Regions from separate parts of the Macaca mulatta genome. Here region 1 is linked to region 2. The links are chromatin contacts, called in public Hi-C maps. All regions are on one chromosome and are shown on one strand. The core of a region is the stretch at or near the end of the contact, and the rest is flanking DNA. Distances in the headings are between cores, read along the strand shown. Region 1 holds the start of STX10 (syntaxin 10). Region 2 holds the start of NACC1 (nucleus accumbens associated 1).

What was found. A called contact is a pair of places that touch in the nucleus more often than the background predicts.
Region 1: a contact with region 2 is called in a Hi-C map of cortical neurons, with 6 times the contacts expected there. The contact joins the promoter of STX10 here to the promoter of NACC1 in region 2. A contact is called at or near these places in 3 of 14 Hi-C or Micro-C datasets (cortical neurons, fetal cortex germinal zone and liver).

What each region holds. Positions count from the first base shown.
Region 1 is chr19:13,720,137-13,725,858 of T2T-MMU8v2.0, reverse strand. It overlaps STX10 (syntaxin 10), which reads left to right and starts at 1,799. Exons shown (of 8, transcript NM_001261693.1): 1 at 1,799-1,839; 2 at 2,081-2,250; 3 at 2,403-2,497; 4 at 2,896-2,958. The coding sequence starts at 1,805. It also overlaps a transcript of IER2 not described here.
Region 2 is chr19:13,685,736-13,691,283 of T2T-MMU8v2.0, reverse strand. NACC1 (nucleus accumbens associated 1) reads right to left here and starts at 3,837. Exons shown (of 7, transcript XM_028840307.2): 1 at 3,689-3,837; 2 at 2,496-2,634. TRMT1 (tRNA methyltransferase 1) reads left to right here and starts at 3,885. Exons shown (of 16, transcript XM_077977673.1): 1 at 3,885-3,972; 2 at 4,286-4,478; 3 at 4,572-4,627; 4 at 4,857-4,999; 5 at 5,159-5,346. The coding sequence starts at 4,333.

The DNA of each region.
Region 1 (5,722 bases), core at 550-3,049, 37 kb before region 2:
CCGCACTGGCTCGCGGCGCCTTCCCGCCACCAGCGCCCGCTGACTTCCACAACTAAATTTGGACGGAGTGACGTAGGACAGTCGCGCGGGCCGCTTCCGGTTGCCCATATTAGGAAAGGGCCCGTGATCGCCTTACCAAGCGGGGGCGGGGCTTCCGGGGGGGCGAGGGGCGGGGCTTTGCGCTCCGGACTCGCCCCTTCCCATCCCCCGTCTAGCCAGCCGGAGCAAGCTGGAGCCCCAGGCTTCCTGACTCGCATTCCAGCCATGTGGGTGGGGAGGAGAGTTTCACTTCCTTCCCTCCAGGGGCCAGGAAGGCGTGACGCCAGGAAAGCACCCCGCAGCGGGTAGGGGCGACCGGAGGGCTCCCACGAAGGCCATCTCCCAGAGACGCTACAGAACGACCCTACATACACAAGAGACGACCCGCTGAGACCCCGTTCATCCCATCTCTCCCCTTCCCAATTATTTCCCCCATACAAGGCCCCCTCCCAGGTTATCCCTGACCCCTGCCCCACACTGATCTTCTCAGGCCTTGGGGCACCCTCCCGTCCCGCCCTCCCCCCGCACGGTGGGAACTCAAAAATTATTCCCCCTTAAAAGACCATTCCCAAACTCGTCCCCATTCAACGATGGTGCCACACTGCGACGACCTGCCGAAGACGCCCCCGTCCCCGCCCCACTAACCTTACCACGGAGACCCCACAATGACTTACCCGGCCCAGGCGCTATCTCTGAGACCCCACGCAGCAACTCTGACGCGCAAGGGGGCGACCCTCTGAGGACTCCCTCGGATAACCCGCCCACCCTCCAGGGGAGACCAGGCCCCCTACCACTCAAAAAAGTGCTTTCCCGAAGCTTCCCTCACCCCTCAACACACAGAGCGCCACTGTCACACATAGGGACGACCCTGAGTCCCTTCGCTGATATTCCTGGCCCGTACCCAGACGGAGACCCCACACAGAGGGCCCCCCTGGAGACCATCCTCAAAGCCACCATACCTCCCGCGACCCCCAGGCTCTCACCCAGAAAGAATCCGCGCTTCTGAAGACACCCACCTCCACGCACGCTCTCGAAGGTGACCTCCCCCCGCCCCTGGAATATCTGGGACCCCCACTCACGGCCACCTCGCCCCAAGGCGACCTCGAGGTGCCCCCAGCTTGCCCACTTCTCAGGAAAGAGAGATTTGGAGAATGCGGCAGAACTCCCCGCAGGAGCAGGCCCGCTCCTCGCCCCGCCCCGGCAGGGAGAAGGAAGGACCACCTCTCCCCCAAACCTTGCCCAAACCTGACACTCGGGACCCTGGACTGGGACGATCTCCCAGGTGCCAGCTCAGGGAGTCCATGAAAACGTTCAACCAATCGAATGAGCCCCTTCCCCAGCCATAGTCCCCAGCCGCCAGAGATAAGGGAGGCTACCATTATTTACATTGCCCGTGCCTGGAAGGGAAACTGAGGTTGAGCAGGAACAATCCGAGGAACTGAGCCTTGAACCGAGATTCCGAACTCGGACCCGAACAGGCCCAGCCAGAACTCCGACACCGCTCCCTACGGTGCGGCACAAGAGGGCGAAGGGGCGGGGCATGCGTACCGGAAGCTGCCTCTGCCCACAACCAAGATGGCTGCAGAGAGGGCGGAAGTGTCCGCACGTCCGGCCTCCGAGGCCTCTCTTTCTGCCCTGGCGGTCCCGCTCTCGATGGTGGCGTGACGGGGGGCGGGGGTGGTGGCGCGTTCTCCTGGGTTGGGAGAGAACCAGCCCGCGAACCCAGGCCGGGAGGGGGTTTCGGCCTGGGGGGAAGGGGATTGACATGTCTCTCGAAGACCCCTTTTTTGTAGTCCGAGGGTGAGTGACCACGACGGGGGAGGGCGGAGGGTGCTCCGTCCCCAATCCAGCTAGTGCCCGGGTGCCGGCTCCAGCGTGCCCGGCGGGCTAGGCAAGGCCGTCGGGGTGCAAAGTGGGAGGCGCACGCAGGGGTATGTGGGGGTCTCCGGAGTCCCCCATGCGTTTGGGTTTGCAATCGGGGGCAGAGGCAGGCGGAAGGACCGCCTGCCCCCAGCTGCGCCCGCCGTGCCCCTGCCCGCAGCGAGGTGCAGAAGGCGGTGAACACGGCCCGCGGGCTATACCAGCGCTGGTGCGAGCTTCTGCAGGAAAGCGCGGCGGTCGGACGCGAGGAGCTGGACTGGACGACCAATGAGCTACGGAATGGCCTGCGCAGCATCGAGTGGGACCTCGAGGACCTGGAAGAGACCATCGATATCCTGGGGCTTTGTGGCGGGGGGTGGCATGGGAGAGCTCACTGGGGTAGCAGGGGGCCTGGGAGCCCGCCCTCGGGGAGGGCTAGACCCCTAGGGAGGGGGATGATGATGCTATCTGGCTCTGGCCTTGACCCTTGACTCTCAGCCCACGTATAGTGGAAGCCAACCCAGGCAAGTTCAAGCTCCCGGCCGGGGACCTGCAGGAGAGAAAGGTGTTCGTGGAGCGGATGCGAGAGGCAGTCCAGGTCAGGAAAGGTCCTGCAGGCGGGGAGTGGGGGACGGTTTGAGTGTCTTTTTTGTTTTGTTTTGTTTTGTTTTCTTTTTTTTAACAGAGTCTCTGTCGCTCAGGCTGGAGTACAGTGTTGCCATCTTGGCTTACTGCAACATACGCCTCCCGGTCTCAAGCGATTCTCGTGTCTCAGTCTCCTGAGTAGTTGGGACTTCACAGGTGCCTGCCACCATACCCGGCTAATTTTTGTGTTTTTAGTAGAGACGAGGTTTCACCATGTTGGGCAGGCTGGTCTCGAACTCCCGACCTCAGGTGATCCACCCGACTCGGCCTCTCAAAGTGCTGGGATTACAGGCGTGAGCCACCGCGCCGGGCCTGAGTGTCTTTCCTCCCTAATGCTGTCCTCACTTCCAGGAAATGAAGGACCATATGGTCAGCCCAACAGCCGTAGCATTTTTGGAGAGGAATAACAGAGAGGTAAGCCTTCCTAACCCACTCGGTCCACCTGAGCGCCTGGGGGTGACCACGCCTTTGAGTGCAAGCCAGATCCCTCTGCATGTGTTCGCCTGTCCCTTTTGCGACAGTGCCCGTCCTCTCTGTGTGTAGTTGTCTTCTTGCTGTCTACCTGCCTGCACTTTCTCGGTGTGTGCACCTGAACTTCTCTGTGTGTATATGTCCATGGGTTCCTCTCTACTGTCTCCTCTGGGTCTATACTGGTTTCCTGTTGCAGGGGACGGCTGGGGGCCTGTGTACCTATCTGCTTTCTGCTTCCATGCCATTTGTCCTGTTTGTAGCTGTTTCCAGGACGCATGCCTGCCTTTTACTCTTTTTTTTTTTGAGATGGAGTCTTGCTCTGTTGCCCAGGCTGGAGTGTAGTGGCTCGATCTCAGCTCACTGCAAGCTCCGCCTCCTGGGTTCAAGCGATTCTCCTGCCTCAGCTTCCCTAGTAGCTGGGATTACAGGTGCCCATCACCATGCCCAGGTAATTTTTATATTTTTAGTAGGGTTTCATCATCCTGGACAGCCTGGTCTCGAACTCCTCACATTTCACATCAAGTGATCTGCCCGCCTCAGCCTCCCAAAGTGCTGGGATTACAGACATGAGCCATTGCGCATAGCTTCCTTTTTTTTTTTTTTTTTTTTTTTCCTGAGATGCAGTCTCGCTCTGTTGCCAGGCTGGAGTGCAGTGGCGCGATCTTGACTCACTGCAACCTCCGCCTCCTGGGATCAAGTGATTCTCCAGCCTCAGCTTCCTGAGTAGCTGAAATACAGGCACATGCCACCATGCCCGGCTAATTTTTTTTTTTTTTTGAGACGGAGTCTTGCTCTGTTGCCCAGGCTGGAGTGCTGTGATGTGATCTTGGCTCACTGCAACCTCCGCTTCCCGGGTTCAAGCCATTCTCTGTCTCAGCCTCCCGAGTAGCTGGGATTATAGGCTTCCACCAGAATGCCTGGCTAAATTTTGTATTTCTTTTTTCTTTTTTTTTTTTTGAGATGGAGTCTCGCTGTGTCGCCCAGGCTGGAGTGCAGTGGCCGGATCTCAGCTCACTGCAAACTTCGCCTCCTGGGTTTATGCCATTCTCCTGCCTCAGCCTCCCGAGTAGCTGGGACTACAGGTGCCCGCCACCACACCTGGCTAGTTTTTTGTATTTTTTTAGTAGAGACAGGGTTTCACCGTGTTAGCCAGGATGGTCTTGATCTCCTGACCTTGTGATCTGCCTGTCTCAGCCTCCCAAAGTGCTGAGATTACAGGCTTGAGCCACTGCACCCGGCCAAATTTTGTATTTCTTTTTTTTTTTTTTTTTTTTTTTTTTGAGACAGAGTCTCGCTGTGTCTCCCAGGCTGGAGTGCAGTGGCGTGATCTCGGCTCACTGCAAGCTCTGCCTCCTGGGTTCACGCTATTCTCCCGCCTCAGCCTCCCAAGTAGCTGAGACTACAGGCGCCCGCCACCACGCCCGGCTAGTTTTTTGTATTTTTAGTAGAGACGGGGTTTCACCATGTTAGCCAGGATAGTCTCGATCTCCTGACCTCGTGATCCACCCGCCTCGGCCTCCCAAAGTGCTGGGATTACAGGCTTGAGCCACCGCGCCCGGCCCAAATTTTGTATTTCTAGTAGAGATGGGGTTTCAACATCTTGGCCAGGCTGGTCTTGAACTCCTGACCTCGTGATCCACCCACCTCGGCCTCCCAAAGTGCTGGGATTAGGTGTGAGCCACCGTGCCCGGCCAATTTTTTTTTTTTTTTTTTTTTTTTTTTTGAGACGGAGTCTTGTTCTGTCACCCAGGCTGGAGTGCAGTGGCCGGATCTCAGCTCACTGCAAGCTCCGCCTCCCGGGTTTACGCCATTCTCCCGCCTCAGCCTCCCGAGTAGCTGGGACTACAGGCGCCCGCCACCTCGCCCGGCTATATTTTTTTTATTTTTTAGTAGAGACGGGGTTTCACTGTGTTAGCCGGGATCGTCTCTCGATCTCCTGACCTCGTGATCCGCCCGTCTCGGCCTCCCAAAGTGCTGGGATTACAGGCTTGAGCCACCGCGCCCGGCCCAATTTTTGTATTTTTAGTAGAGACGGAGTTTCATCATATTGGCCAGGATGGTCTCGATCTCCTGACCTTGTGATCCACCAGCTTTGGCCTCCCAAAGTGCTGGCCTCCCAAATGGCATGAGCCATTACGTCCGGCCAGCTTCCTTTTTTTTTTTTTTGTTAAACGGAGTCTTGCCCTATTGTCCAGGCTGGAGTGCAGTGGTGCAATCTTGACTCACTGCAACCTCCACTTTCCGGGTTCAAGCAATTCTCCTGCCTCAGCCTCCCGGGTAGCTGGGACGACAGATGTGTGCCACTATGCCCGGCTAATTTTTGTGTTTTTAGTAGAGACGGGGTTTCCCCGTGTTGGCCAGGCTGGTCTCGAACTCCCGACATCAGGTGATCTGCCCCCACCTTTTCATCTGTGCATGTACCTCACCTATTTGGGTGCGTGCACTTGGCCTCTGAGTGTATCTGCATTTCCCCCCGTCATATCCTCATATCCGCCAATTTTCTCTGTAATGTGCCTGCCGTGTGTGTGTGTGTGTGTGTGTGTGTGTGTGTGTGTGTGTGTGTGTCTGTGTTTCTCCCAACCACCCCTGTCAGTCTACCTTTTCTCTTGGTGTTCTCTGTTGATATTTTTCATATGTTGAGAACCACCAGCCTTTCTCTGTCCCTCATAAGCCTACATGGGGTCAGGGAGGGTCCTACCAGTTTGTC
Region 2 (5,548 bases), core at 2,588-5,087:
TGCTGGCCCAGTTCCTATTCCTCCTAGAACCAAGTGGCTAGCCAGACAGGGAAGAAGGGCAGGGCCCAGGTTGGAGGGTGTCCTGGGAACTATAGGGAGACTGGGGAGAATGAGGGTGACAAACCCATCATTAAACCCAGAAGAACTGGCTGACACCACTTGACCCAGCAGTTTGTGGCTCCTGCCTCAGGTGCTGAGGATCCCAAATGAAAGTCCCGAGGACACCCTGGTAACAGCCTTGCAATTAGCCCAGAAAGGAACAAAAGCTGCTGCCATCCGACTGGGGGCCAAAGTGGGGCAAAAACAGTCTAGGCAAGCAAAGTCAAGTCCAGCCCTGGTGGTGCCAGGCCTCCTCAGCTTCCCACGGCCAGCCCACAGCTCCATGACTCCTGACCTCTCGGCTCCCAGGAGGGAAATGGGGAAGAAGGGGTGACCAGGCCTCCGAGAAAGCCACCTCCACTGTTCCAGTCCCCGGGGACACCATGGAAACTCAGTCTGTCCCAAAGGGGATTGACTCATCCCTCGAGGTCGGCAGGAGGGAAGGCCTGGATGGAGGAGAATGCCCACCAGGGAATGCAGAATGAGGAGCTCCTTCAGTCACCCCCCTGGAAGACCACTTGAGTGACTATGGATTTGTGTTGAGGGCCAGACAATCCCAGTTCAGCCACTGTCTGCTCATGTGACCTGAAACAAGCTATACCACCCGAGCCTCAGCTTCCTTGTCTGGACCACAGAGAAGGCCTAAGTTGACCCGGTGGTGGTGAGCCATCAATGAGCTCATCCAACCAGCGAGCTCGGCACAGGGCCTGGCCCAGGACTAGTGTCCCAGAGGTAGATCCCTGGGCCAGGGTGTGAGTGCCTGATTTGATCCCTTTAACTTTTCTCTGTGCCCTGCCTTTACCCCATCGGGAGCCTCCAAACCACCATTAGCAGAGTTTTACATGCTCACTCCCTCTAATTCTTCACCCCTAGGGAGGTGGCACACAGAACTCAGGCGCAAGGAGTTGGTGCCTGGGAGGCCATGGTACTAATATATATGACGGTGGCTATGAGGTCCCATCCACTAGGCTTGAACCAACAGCTTCTGGTCACAAAAGGTAGAGAAAGAACGCAGGATCCTAAAATACCCAGGTAATGTCTGCTGGGCTGCCTCCCTGTAGATATATAAGGTGGGGGTGGGCGAGGGCCACCTTGTGATAAACAAGATGCCTAAGCTAGGTGTTCCAGACTGTCTCCAGCTGCCCACACAAACACCCACTGGCCAGCGCCTTTGAACAGTTGGCAGAGGCTTGCCCAAGGGGTAGGGTCAGGACTCTAGAGGCTTCTGGGATGAGGTGTGGGAATGAGGGAACCCCTTAGATGTGACTCTGAACTAACACTTCGAGTTGGGGTCGATGCGGGGCGCATCTCAGTATATACCTGCTGGTCACACTAGCTTTTCCTGACCTGCCCCCACATCCCCCCAGCCTAGCCCAAAGGCTCTGCTCCCCCGACTCGCAAAGCTCCTACAGCAGTCCCTCGCCTTACCTAATCGCCCCCAGATCTAGCCTCCCCCTCCCCACATCTGAGTCCTGACCTCATGTGACCCCCGGAAAACATCTCTGGGATCTCCTATCCGCCCCCACCCGAACTAACTCCGCCCACACCCACCGTGCCCCACTTCCTGGGCTTCTCCTCAGCCGCCCCCAGGCCTGTAACTTGACCCACCCACCTCCTCCAGCGCCCAGGCGGTACCTGCAGGCCCGGCCCCTCCCCGCCCCCCTCCGGCCGCGCCGCTCTCCTCTCCTCCCCCACTCGGCCTGGCCAGAGCCCGACTCCTCCTCCCCCTCCCCCTCCGGCATCCACGGGCGCCTCCTCACTTTTCCGCTTCGGACCCTCTAACTTCCCTGGATCCCCGGTACCCGCCCCGGCCCGACCTGGCCCCCTCCCTCGCTGGGAGCTGGGGGAGCGGTCCAGGTACGATCCTGCCGCCCCCAAGCCCCGAGGTTCGGGCTGGACGCTCAAGTCTGCCCGCGGTAGCCGGGCCTGCACACACACGCCTGCCCGGGCACAGTGCAGGCTGCGGGCCCGGCTCCTCCTCAGTCCGAGAAAGCACCCAGGCCCTCCCCACTCAGCCCTCGGGCCGCCCCGGCTGGAGAAGGCCGGAACCGGGCCTGAGGCGGGCCGCCTCACCTGCGCCGTGGCCGCGCTCCGGGGGCTCCCGGCGGGCTCCGCAGCGGCGGCTGGGGCCGGGCCTGGGCCCGGGGCGCGCCCCCCTGCGCCGGGGCCTCGGCCTCCGCCTCCGCGGCCTCCGCGGCCTCCGCCTCAGCAGCAGCGGCAGCCGCGGCGGCCATTCATTGTGGGCCAGGCCGCCCCAGCCGAGCGCCGAGCGAGCGCAAGCCGCGCCGCCGCCGCAGCCAGGCCAGGGAGGAGCGGCACCGGCCCCGCCCGCGCACCGCCCTCAGGCCCCGCCCTCCAGGCGAGGCCAGCCGAGCTCCGAGCGCGCCCCATCTAACCGGCTCCGTCTCCTCTCTATGCCCCTGGGAGGATCCTCGCCGGTACGTCGGCTCAGCTCGGTGGTTCGAATCCCGACCCCGCCACCTTCTAGTCCCGCGACCTTGGGCAAGTCGCTCTACCTTTCCGAACTTTAGTTTCCTGTAAAACAAAAACAATAATGACTGCTGTTTATTGTAGCAGGCACCGTGTTAGGTTCTTTATGGGAATTAGCTCGTTTAAACTACACAGTAAAATTTTTTAGTGGGAACTGTTACACACTAGAGAAAATAAAGGCGGCTGGGCGCGGTGGCTCACGCCTGTACTCCCAGCACTTTGGGAGACCGAGGTGGGTGGATCGCCTGAGGTCAGGAGTTCAAAACCAGCCTGGCCAATATGGCGAAACCCTGTCTCTACTAAAAATACAAAAATTAGCCGGGCGTGATGGCAAGCGCTAGTAATCCCAGTCACTCGGGAGACTGAGGCAGGAGAATCGCTTGCACCCGGGAGGCGGTGGTTGCAGTGAGCCGAGATCATGCCACTGCATGATCCAGGGCGAGACTCCGTCTCAAAAAAAAAAAAAAAAGAAAAGAAAAGAAAGAAAGACAGAAAAGGAGGCACAAAGAAAGCTGGTCAAGATCATCACACAGCAAGGAAGTGATGGCGGGTGCCAGGATTTAAACGCAGGCTCAAAAGCGACAATAACAGCTAAGACTTTTATGATGCTTACCGGATGCTAGGTTCTGTTAGCATTTTACGTGCACTAACTCGTTTACTTCTCACTACAACCCACTAACAAATGGTAAAAAGTTCTGCCCTTTTGCAAAAGCGGTAACTTAAGTTCAGAGTTAACAACAAGTCGCAGGGCGAGCTAAGACTGGAACCCAGGTACCCGGGAACCACTTCGCTGTCCTGCCTTCGTACACTGGTTAGAACTTTACCGAGCGCTTACAAGGTCAGAGTGGCTCTTTACACACTTTCCAGGAATCTGTCATTTAATCTTTGTTCTATCTGAGAAACCACGATTCTTATTTAATAGATAAGAAAACTGAAGGCCCTAGAGTAACCGGCCCAGAGCATGTGGTGGGACTGAGATTCAAACCCAGTAAATCCAACTCCAGAGCCTGAGTTATCCCTGCAGAGTGCTCTGAAATAATGTGTATATAGCACCCAGAACACAGAAGAGGACCAATAGCTGTTGGGTTTCTCCGCTTACCGCCCCTTTTCTGAGCCACAACTTCCTCATCTGTGAAATGGGACTAGTGACGTGTCCTCTCCCAGGGGATCCACTGTGATTAAAACCCCCGGAACAGCATGATCAGCGCGCTTCCTTTATGGCATTCATTTTGATCCCGGCCGCCCACCGTCCACGTCCTCATTGATTGGCCAACCACTATCATGTGATTTCCCCCACCCACCGTGCCAACATGGCGGCGCCCAGGTCCTAATTTGGGAAACGTGCACCTTGACTAATTCGGTTTTCTGTGGCTACGAGACCAGGTGAGGAGGGGCTGGGCAGTGCGGGAAGGGATTCAGACTCAGGGCGGGCCTGCACGAGGGCATCGGCTCCGCAGGAACCAGTCATCCCCAAAACGAGGGGTTATCAGCTTACCGAGGCCGCAGGTCTTCCTAGTTTCTACTTCATAGATATGTAGGACACCCCCGGGCCCAGAATGCGGCTCTCTGACCCTCTCTGTGCCTTTCCCCGCCCCCCGAACCAGGCTTGGCGGACAGAGGCACCAGCGGATGTCTCATGCAAGGATCGTTCTGTGGCTAAGCCTCACTCTCCGCCCCACCCGTGTGCTCTGTACAGCCCGGTTTTTCGAGGGGCAGTCCCCAGGGCTGCCGAATCCAGCAGCGATGGAGAACGGCACCGGGCCCTGCGGAGAAGAATGCCCACGTGAAGTCCAGGAGACGACAATCACCGAGGGGGCTGCCAAAATCGCCTTTCCCAGCGCCAACGAGGTCTTTTATAACCCGGTGCAGGAATTCAATCGGGACCTGACGTGAGCAGGGGTCAGAGGTCAGCCTGGCATCGGCTAGTGGGTCAGTGTGGATGGCGGGGGCGGGGTATGAGCTAGTCCTCTGTCTCCCACCAGATGTGCTGTGATCACCGAGTTTGCTCGCATTCAGCTTGGGGCCAAAGGAATCCAGAGTGAGTGGAGGTCCAGGCTTCTGGCGGGCGGGGGTCACACAAGTCTTATCTCCCTGCCTGGGCCCTTCTGCCGCCCAAATCCAGAGAGGCTTCAGCCACATAGCAGGCCCTGGGTTCTGCTCCTTCAGCCTTTCCCCAGGGATTTCAGGGAAGATATTTTGGAGATTAAGGGGAGGTTTCTCAGAGAGGACTTCGTTACTCTCTGACTTGTGCCTCTGGGTGGCTGCAGTCAAGGTGCCAGGAGAGAAGGACACGCAAAAGGTGGTCGTGGACTTGTCAGAGCAAGAGGAGGAAAAGGTTGAACTGAAAGAGAATGAAGACCTGGCCTCAGGAGACCAACCTCGCACAGCGGCCGTGGGGGAAATCTGTGAGGTGGGGCCTGAGCATAGCAGCTGGCAGTCCTGGAATTTAGCGGGAGACAGAGGGCTCCTGGAGGGGGAGAGCTATAGGAGGTGGGTGGTGGGGGCTCCTTGGGGCCCAGAAGAGGATGGAGATGGAGGTGTGAGGGAGGTTTTCTGCTCACTCCAACAGGAAGGCCTGCATGTGCTGGAAGGCCTGGCAGCTTCAGGCCTACGTTCCATTCGATTTGCCCTAGAGGTGCCTGGGCTCAGATCTGTGGTTGCAAACGATACCTCTGCCCGGGCTGTGGATCTCATACGCCGGAATGTCCAGCTCAATGACGTGGCACACCTGGTACAGCCCAGCCAAGCAGATGCCCGGTAGGTTCTGGGCATCACAGCCTAGCTATGGGACAAGGCTGCCTGGGATCAAAATTCTGGCTCTCTCCTATTCTCACTCTATGACCTTGAGTGAGTGACTTAGCCTCTTTGAGCCCCAGTTTCCTTGTCTGTCAACTGAGAAAACTAGTTTTACAGGGGTTGCTGTGATGAGTAAGTAATAGATAATTATTGTACGATCCAT